Regions from separate parts of the Mus musculus genome. Here region 1 is linked to region 2. Evidence: chromatin contacts called from public ChIA-PET data. All regions are on one chromosome and are shown on one strand. Each heading gives the region's core, a stretch centred on a gene start, on an enhancer-like site or on the middle of the called end of the contact. The rest is flanking DNA. Distances are from core to core; before and after follow the strand shown.

Region 1 (4,771 bases), core at 1,518-4,017, 270 kb after region 2:
CACAATACCAACCTCGGTGGCTGCAGGTCTCACAAGTGGGTGCGCAAAGCTTCTAGACAGCGGTGGTCTTGTCTGCCAATGAAATGACTAGAAAGAACTCCGTCTCCATCTCCAGAATCCCAGATAAATATAACATAAGCCTAGCAGGGTTCTCTGCAGCTGAGAAAACAGAATAAGAACATTCTAGGACACAGGGGGCTGAGGTAGGAGGAGCGCCACAGACAGGGTTAAGGCCAACCTGGGTTACACAGCCAGACCCCAGCTCCGAAAACAAATAAACAAAAGTAAAACTCCAAGTTTTGTTATAAAGGGAAGAAAGCGAGAGTCGGATCAATATGTGTGTGTGTGTGTGTGTGTGTGTGTCTTAGTGTGTGTGAGAGAATATGTGTGTGTTTGTATGTGACATACTGGCCTGTGTGTTATGTGCTTGTGTGTGTATGAGGGTGTTTGTGTGTGTGAGTGTATATGTGTGTGTTTGTGTGAGTGTGTATGTCTTATGTATGTGCTTGTGTGTGTATGAGTGTATACGTGTATGCTTGTGTGTGTTTATGTGTATATTTGTGTGTGAGTGTATATGAGTGTGCGTGCACGCATGAGCACGCATGTACATGCACATGATGTTCAGGGGGTCCAGGGATCAGGCTCAGGCTCTGTCCACTGAACTTTTTGCCCACTGAGTCACGTCCCTGGCCTTTATTTTTCCTTTTAATTCTGGTGTAAGGACAGGCTCCCAGATGACAGTTGTCACGTGAGACTGTGAAGCTGGGCCAGAGTACCTAGCACATCTGAGAGCACACTCGAGTGACTGGCAGGCCTAAACCCTAAAAACTCTTAGAGGAAGGTAAGCATGAGTGTGTGCGATTGTGAACGAGCTATTGCCTTGTTCAATATAACACCAAAAGCATAATTGTGGAGAAAATGATAAATTAGGTCATTTTAAACCTTTGTATTTTAAAAGACACCATTAAGAAAACGAAGAGAAGAGGGACGGAGAGATGGCTCCGTGGTTAAGGGCCTTCAGCACTCTTGCAGAAGACCGGGTGTCACAAGTGCCTGTAACTTAGCTCTGGGGGTTCCGAATCCCTCTTCTGTCCTCCTGGGCATGCGTACACATAGTGTGCATGCAAACACTTGGGAACACACATGAAATAAAAATAAGTTTTAAGAGACGACAGAAAAGTAGAACCAAGTAAGTAAGCTCGGAGAGCAGGTTGTGTGGCCACCAGCAAGAGGCCTGGCTAGGAGCTGGGCGTTGTTGCTCGCCTTTGATCTCAGCACTCTGGGGGCAGAGGCAGGCAGATCTCTGAGTTGTAGGCTCTCCTGGTCTACAGAAAGAGTTCCGGGCCAGCCAGGGCTACAGCTGTTATTTTCTGTAACAACAAAATCCTGGCTGTCTGTAGACAAGAGAGTGGCCTTACAGGAGACCTCTGTGACCAGGCCCTAGACCTGTGAGAAGATAAACTTCCTCTCAAAGGAAGGAAGGAGAGTAATAAAGAGAGGTAGGGTTCAGGTTTGGAAGGGAGGAAGAGAGGCCGGAAGTCTAGCTACAGAATGGGAGAACAGTTTTCCAAATTGTGTATGTACTAAAGGATTTCATAGCTCGTGTGTGTGTGTGTGTGTGTGTGTGTGTGTGTGTGTGTGAGCATGTGTGTGCCTGCAAATGGGAACGTGGCCTGTGTGTGAACTCTTACAACTCAACATTACGGTAACCCAGTTGGGGACTTTGGAGATGAGACTGGGCTGTATCTCGGTGGCAGAGTGCTTGCCTGGCATGCACAGGGTCTTAGGTTCCATCCCTACTACCACGTTAAAAAGAACTGCCCACACCAGGAAATCCATCTGCCCAGCCATGCTCCAGGGACAGCTTCTGGACCAGGGAGAGTCACTCAGCACACCAAAGCAATGGAGATGCAGATTCAGGCCAGGGTACCCAGAGTATCTGCACAGCGGCCATAAGACAACAGCTGTCAGTGGGGCTGCAGAGCATCTGAAATGCTCAATGCATTGTGGGTAGGCACAGACACAATGTGGCCACTTGAGAAGCCTTTAAAAGGTGAATGTAGGTTGATAGCAATCCACCTCCCAAGCTTACACCTCTGATGGTGGAAAGCACATGTCTTCCAGAACAGACAAATTCACAGAGGCAGAGGTGCCAGCACAGAAGGGGGGGAGCCGGAAGGACCCCTTTTAATGCTTCCTCATTTCGTGGGTGTGTATACCTAGGTGCTGGTGTAGAGGCCAGAGGACATGGCTGAGTTTCACAGGGCAGTATAGTTCTGTAACGGTGTTTTCAACATCTGGTTGAGAGCTAGGAACGTAGTTCAGTGGCACAGTGCTTGCCTAGCTGGCCGGGCATGCATGAAGCCTGGGGTTCAATTCCCAGCATGGCATAAACTGGGGGTGGTGGCACTTGGGAGGGGAAGGCATCAGGATTAGGAGTTCAGGGTCATCTCATCTATATAACGAGTTGGAGATAAACCTAGGCTGCATAAGGCCCATCTCAAAAACCAACCAAGGGCCTGAAGGACTTGTCTCCCATCGGAAGAATGTGGTTTTGATTAACCGTGTGCCTCTCTTGATTCCTCCCCTGTATGTACCGACAGTAACAATAGCCCTGCCTGGAAAGGATAGCAGACCCATGATGGCATATTTGGGTAGCATTCGGGTGTGTGTTCCCTTCAAGCCACCCCTTAAATCATCTGTCAACCAGATGTCTGAGACAGGTGTCAGTAAAACCCAGAGAGTCGCTCCGCAACCTCAGCCTGGGCTCACACCACAGCTTCCTGTCGGCACATGTGGGCTCGTCCAGCTGGGTGTGACTTCTGTGGGCTCTGACCTTACCACATTGGCCCTATCGGCCATTCCTTTGCCCACAGCTTTCTCTTCTAACTTCCTTCTCCCTCTTCTCTTGCAGCCTGAACACTCCTCAGAACGGAAACGCCTTCCGGATCTTCGCCGTCAGGCAGTGAATTTGGCGACCTGGGGAGAAGGGGGTGTCATCTACTGGGATTCGGGGTCCTGCTTTTTATCTGTACTTTGTCCTTTGGGGGTGGGGGGTGACAGAGAGTCAGGAATCTTCCTTTTGGTGTCATTGAACGTCCTGGGCCTCCATGGCCTTTGGTGAGGGTGACCGAGCACCTTCCCCCTCATGAGCAGCGTGCCGTGGAGTCTCTTGGCTGGACAACCAGTGCCCAGGCTGGCCAGGTGGCGGTCCCCATCTGGTGGCTCACCTCCTCTCAGGAGCTGCTCACTGAGACACTCCTTGCCATGTTTTCTTTGGTGGTGGAGGGGGAAGGCTTTCGAACCCTGAGGATACAGGTTTGAGATATGTCATGAATGGGGCTCTTGTCTGGGTGACAAGAGTCGACAGCTATAAGGTTACAGTCCGTCCTACCGACAGAGAAATGGGGTCTGTGTTTGCTGGTCAGACAGATGGGCTGCAGGGAGAAGCCCCGAGCAAGACCTGGGCTCTGCCCTGGTGGTGTCTATCCGTGCTCACATTCCCCAACCTTTTTGGCAGTCACGTGCTTATAAGTCCAGCAGAGCTGGTCTATTTAAAGTTGGTAGCACTCCAGAGATTTATCTTGTCTTTGTCCTTGTCTGTGTGGCCTTTTCTCACATGACCTTTGGTCTCATGGAGGACCAATACATCAGGAGCCTTCCCTACCATTCCCTGACCCTGTGGCATCTGCCCCACCCTCAGCAGATCTAGGTGTCCTCCTCTGGGGTTTGGCTTTGCAAGAGGCTCCAGGTCTCAGATGTCTTCTCACTTCTTAGAATAAGGGCTGCCTCCCAGCCGCCGTCAAGAGTGACAATTGAACGTCACTTCCCCCTGGTTTGGGTGACCTAGTTTTTAAGCTGTGGGAGGAGTAGATTCCTGGCACATTCCTCATGGGGGTTAATGGAGTGGCCTGTGGTTGTAAAACCACCCATGACACACCAGCCACCAGAAAGAGGGGCCCGGGACACACAGGAAGAACCCCTCAGTGCCTGCCAGCATCCCCAGGCTCCAAGAGTGTGGTGAGCCCTGGCTCCCATCACTTAGGAGCCTGGTCCAAACCCACTGTAAAATGAAGCATGCTTCTGTAAACAGCTTTACTCTAGAGAAGGTGGAATCCCACCCCAGTCCTGAGCATGGGGCAGATTGCCGGTGAGTGCTAGCCAAACACAAACAGGGTTGCGTGCTCCAGCCAAATATTTCTTAGACCAAAAAAAAAAAAAAAAAAAAAGGGAAGGGGGTTAAAAAATAAAACAGAACACCATCCCCCCAATCAAAAGGCTGGGGAGGTGGCTTGGTGGTTAACAGATCTTGTTGCTCTACCGGAGGACCTGCGCTCAGTTCTCACTATTCACAGGCCGTTCAAGAGATCTCTGGTCTCCACAGGCACCACACACATTCACAGGAGCAAAGTACAAATGGTTCTTTAAAAAAAAAAAAGAAAAGAAAAAAACCCTAAGGGAGTCTGAACAAATCTCTCCCCCTAGTTGGGTTAAATGTTTATTTGTTTGAGACAGTTTCACTATGGTAGTCCAGGCTGGCCTTGACCTCATTATGTAGCCCAGGCTGGCCTCCTGAGTGCTAAGATAGCTTTTCCCCAATCCACCCCTTCTGGGGAGATTATAAAAAGCACACAGCCTTGAACCAGCTCTAGTCAGCCTTTCACTAGGCTGTTTCTGCCTCATGGGTGTGGGTGTGGTGTCTTTGAGGGCATAAACTCTTCCACTCCAGATGTTGGAGCAGACATCTGCGCAGTCTGTGGAAGGGGACCTC
Region 2 (4,816 bases), core at 2,154-4,653:
GTGGCGAGGGCGGGGCAGGGGTGGTCTTTAATGATGCCACTACTGTAGACTGACTGTATGCCTCAGGAGAGCCTGCCCTGTCACAGAACAGGGTGGCTATCGGCTGACACTGATTAAACTCACCAAGGGTCGAAGGCAGAGGACACCCGGGCAGCCCTGAGCCTTTCCTGGGCATCACCTGTGGCTACAGGAGGTCTCAGGTTTTACCCAAAGGCGTGTGGATTTACCAAGTCATCAAAACCTTCGCCACTGTTTCTCCCTGCGCCCTCCTGCAGATGACAGACCCATGGCAATACATCCAGACATATGATATTCCACCAGCAGGCTGGGCTTTAAGCCTCAGAGCATCCTGCATCCCATTCTAGAAAATCTGAAGGAAGCCTGGCCTGGTGGTGACACCCGTAGCTGGGCACTTGGGAGGCTGTGGCAGGGTAGTGAGTTCAAGGCCCATCCTGGGCTACCTAGTAAGGTCTTCTCTCTCTCAATCGATCGATCTAGAAGCAAGCAGGCATCCGAAGGCCTGAGGGCTTCTGACGGTTGTGCCTCAAGAAATCTACCAAGGGAATGGTTTGCAGGCGCTAGCCTCCTGTCAGGGATGGAAGCTCGAGGGCTGCTGGTGGCTGCTCCTACCCCAGCAAGCTCCTGAAGCCTGTAAGATGGGAGACATACCTTCTCAGGGAGGTGTCCTTCCTCCTTGTCAGCCCTCGGTATCCTTCTCTACCTCCTGTTTCCAACTGTTTGGCATTCACAACTTTTCCTGAAAACACCTCCCCTCTCCCACCTCACCTCCGAGATTCTGCAGAGACCCTGTGCCACCCTGCCCTCCCGACCACGAGCTTGGTGCTACTGAGGTCCCGACGCCAGCAAGACTCTGCCAAGTGCCACAAGCTGGTTCCTCTGAGGACCTCCCTGGTAGTCTCCCACCCGGGAGTGAACCCTTCCCTCTCCTTGTCCTTCCCTGTTCTCCATGGGGACCCCAACGCCCTTCCCTCAGACCATGCCTGACTCCAGACTCTGATCTGAAGGCCACCAAAAGGGGACTCTGCTCCAAGACCACTCTCCTGTGCCTTAGCCCGAGGTAACAGGACAGGTGTACTGATGTGTGGTGTCCCCTGCAGCCTCTCAGGAGATGGTTTGCGCTCTGTCACAGCTAATCTTGCCGGTCAACTTTATGAATTTGGAACCACCTAGGAGACCCCGGTTCTGGGTGGGTCTGTGGAGGATTTTTGAGATTAGGTGGATTGGCGTAGGAAGACCCACCCTAACTGTGGGCGGCACCATTCCCTAGGCTGGGGGCCTGGACTGAATAACAAGGAGAAGCAGCCAAGCACCAGCGGTCCTCCCTCCCTCTCGCTCGCTCACATGTGCGTTCTCTCTCTCTCTCTCTCTCTCTCTCTCTCTCTCTCTCTCTCTCTCTCTCTCTGCTTCCTGACTGTGGGTGCAGTGTGACCAGCTGCCTCACGCTCCTACTTCCATCCTTTCCCCTCTGGGATAAGCTGTACCCTCAAACTGTGAGCCAAAAATCAATCTTTTCCCTCTGAAATAGCTTCTGTTAGGTGTTTGGTCACAGTGACAGAAAAGGTAGATGCCATCCTCTCCTTCCATTTTGTGGGTTTCCTAGTGCTAATTCACGACCAGGTCCTAAGTAGCCCCCAAGGGCTTAAATCCACCCTGACCCCACGAGATCCCCATGGTCAGCACTACCTGCCCCACTATGCACGAACCACCCCTGCACAGTGATGCCAGCTGCATACCCCACGGCCTGCTAGTACTAAGCCACAGCAGTGGAGGGGGCAGAGATTGATTGAGAAAGTAAATGCTAAACACCAAGCCTTGAATGGTAAACAAGCCAGGGGCAGTACAGGACAGGACCAGATGCCAGGACAGAGCCAGAGCTTGGCTGCTCTGTGAGGAAGGCAGGGGGAGGGGAAGGGCAGGTTTGGAGCCCACAGCTCAGGGAGGACTGGGGAGAGACCTTGAGAATATGGCTCTTCACCCTGTACCAGCCCAGCCGCTACAGCTGGAAGGCCGCCTGTCTCCACACAGCTGCAGCAAGAATGATTCTCGGGGGGGCCCATGCTCTCCCTTTAGGCTGCAAGCTCTGTCATGGGGCCAGCAATCTGTCAGCTTCCCGGAGAAAGGTCTTGCATGTGTCAGGGGCAGGTTCTGTCCTCCATGGGGACACCTTGGTCCATGGGGTAGCTTTCCCCTGGCAACTATGTCCACCTTTCTTAGGTGAAGACATCTTTCAGTGACTGTAAGGTCACTTGTAGCAGTGAGTATCAGCCTTGTGACCCAAAAGAGACACTTGCCAAGGATCAAAGCCATTTTTCTTATCAGAAAGCGGGGGTGGGGGGGTGGGGGGGATGTGGAGAGACCCTTTAAAGGTCACCCACAGCCCTGACCATTCTCCACACAGGGCCTATGAGCTCTACAGTCTCAATCCATACACAGGTGGCCATTCCAGACAGTTTTTGTATAACAATGGGCTTTCCCACCTGGGCACAATCAAGGGGAAGCCTTTGCCCGACCAGATCCAAGTCTCCTGAACCCACCAGTGAGCTTCCTTGAACATTCCAGTCTCCGCAACAGTCTATCCTCAACACTCTACTGCCCCTAATAGCTAAACACGTCCTTCCTCCTCCCCCCAACCAGGTGATCCATTTCGGGAGGGGGCCCTCTCCCCAACAGTGAAGTCCCATCACCAAGTCACTAACCCATGGTCTTAAAAGGAGTTTAGCTTGCCGTGCTTTAATAAGCTTGGGTGAATCGTTTAACATCGCCACCTGGTTCTGCTTTCCAGAAACCAAAGACAAACACAGATGGACCCTGGAGAATAAAAAGGGCTCCTTGTGTCACGAAGAATGTGGCGAGCCAGCTCTTTGCAGCCCCAAGCTCCTGGTGGCAGGCTGGAGTGTGCCTCGGACAATTTCCCATGGGGCCTCCAAGAGATCGTGACACACTGTCTGGTTCCTGGGGTCAACACCCCATCAGAACAGCCACACCAAGCCCATGTCCAAGTCCTGGAGCCTACTGGGTCTGCAGCTGGCAGCCCTCCATCTGTCCCAGCCCCCCTCAGGAGTGCAGGCCAGGGCACCTTCCTCGCCTCCCCCTAAATTGGTTTTGAGCTTGCCTCTGAAGGAACTCTATTGGGTTCGTCTCGGAAAACAAGGCAGGCCCACGGATCCCTTCAGAGCCCAGCTTCACCCCATCCCAGGCACTCTCTGCTTCTCTGACAGTAGCCTGAGACAGTAGCTTCCTTGGGGGCTGCTCAGGCCACCCCGAAGGTCTTCCTTCCTTCCTTGAGCTATGCCCAGCCTCGCCCGGGCTCCCTCCCTCCGGCTCACCAGCCTTGGTCTACAGGGACCGAGCTCCTTCCGGTACGTCCTGGGCAGCAAGGTTGCCCGGGTCGCCCAGCCCTTTCCCTAGCAACGGCGCTGACGGACGGTCATGAGCACCAATTGGAAAAGGGCTACTGAGAGGTGGAGCCCGAGTCAGATCTTAACCAATGGGATTGTAGTTCACGGGGAGTGGGCGGAGCCTGGGATCGAAGAACTGAGCCTGTAACAGCGGAACACTTGGGGATGGTTGACAGTTGCTCAGGTTCTGCAAAGGCTGAAGGAGAACTTGGGCTTTAGGAGGTGCTAGGAAGCTGCTGAAGGGCTGGAAGCGGATCAGGGGGTTTAAATGCAGGGAGCGGATAGAAGGGAGCAATGTGGGAGGCTGGGAACAGGGGCACTGTGAACAGAAGGCCTGAGCTGGGACTCGCCCCCCAGAACTAGGGTGGAAAATCTGACCTCCTTACCTCCTGAAGTCCATTGCGTTAGCCAATAGAGCACTTGACACACAGAAGCAGATGCCGGCCGGTCTTGTCCCCAGGAGTGGGATAGCTTGCTATCAGCCCTACCGGGCCTTTTCTGGTGTCGGAGACAGACACAACAGAGGTAGGTCCCAGAATTCTCAGCAGAGACGAACCCACTGTCGCTGCCTGCAAACCCCACCGTCCGAGTGGCACAGAGGAACTCCTCCCAACCCCCCAAAGTAACAGAAGCTGCTGTCTGAAATTGTAGCTGGAAAAATGACACCAGAGGCCGGAGAGGTGGCAGAGTCCTTAAGAACACTTGCTGCTCTAACAGAGGACACAGGTGAACCCACACTTCAGCTCAGGCCTGCTTGTAACTCCAGTTCCAGGGGATCCGACGCCCTCTTCTGGCCTCCAGAGACATTGCACACACGGTGCACATAAAGCAAAACACCACACATTATTATTAGTATTATTAGTATTATTATTTAATTATTGTGACACCAGCCCGGCTGAGTGTAGTGGCATACACCTGTAATCTCAGCACTTCAAGAGGCTTAGACAGGGGCATTGCTGCAAGTTTGTGGCCAGCCTGGTCTACACAGTGAGTTCCAGGCCAGCCTGGGATACAGAGAGTGGAAGTTTTGAAAAGGCGAGTAGAAGAGAGACAGCAAAAGAAAACGGGCAGCTAGCTCCCCCTAGTGGATTGAAGTCACATGTCCACCAGAAGCCATCTGCCTTTCGCTCAGCCAAGCTCCACCTAGCGTTTGTTCCCAACATTCCACGGCCATCTTAACACCAAGACACCTTGAATTGACTTGATCCCCCACCACCACCCTCCTATGAGCCCCTAGGAAAACGACCAGTCAGTGGGCAGAGCCTCGAGCTGAAGTTGGGCTACAAGGGCCATCATGGAGGAGTGAGGCTGAGGCAGCCAGGACAGCCTTTGAGTCCTCCAGGGCATCATGGGTCACCAGTCTGTGACATATGAAAATGTGTCAGGCTCCTTTCCTC

The links. ChIA-PET counts read pairs in DNA pulled down with a chosen protein or histone mark.
Region 1: a contact with region 2 is called in an RNA polymerase II ChIA-PET map of memory CD8 T cells, with 10 read pairs. The contact joins the enhancer-like site here to the promoter of Meak7 in region 2. A contact is called at or near these places in 5 of 39 promoter capture datasets (the C10 cell line, cranial neural crest, hippocampal neurons and 2 more) and 2 of 115 datasets of contacts at active chromatin or transcription factors (memory CD8 T cells and thymic regulatory T cells).

What each region holds. Positions count from the first base shown.
Region 1 is chr8:120,047,369-120,052,139 of GRCm38.p6, forward strand. It overlaps Crispld2 (cysteine-rich secretory protein LCCL domain containing 2), which reads left to right. Exons shown (of 15, transcript NM_001310635.1): 15 at 2,915-4,771. The coding sequence ends at 2,969. Among named protein-coding and RNA genes, the nearest start is that of Zdhhc7, 52 kb to the right of the region's middle. Within about 2 kb of position 2,768, at least 90 of the 459 cell types and tissues checked have an H3K27ac peak or open chromatin away from gene starts, as enhancers often do. A contact at or near this core is called in memory CD8 T cells and thymic regulatory T cells, where this site is marked.
Region 2 is chr8:119,775,013-119,779,828 of GRCm38.p6, forward strand. It overlaps Meak7 (MTOR associated protein, eak-7 homolog), which reads right to left and starts at 3,404. Exons shown (of 8, transcript NM_028883.2): 1 at 3,348-3,404.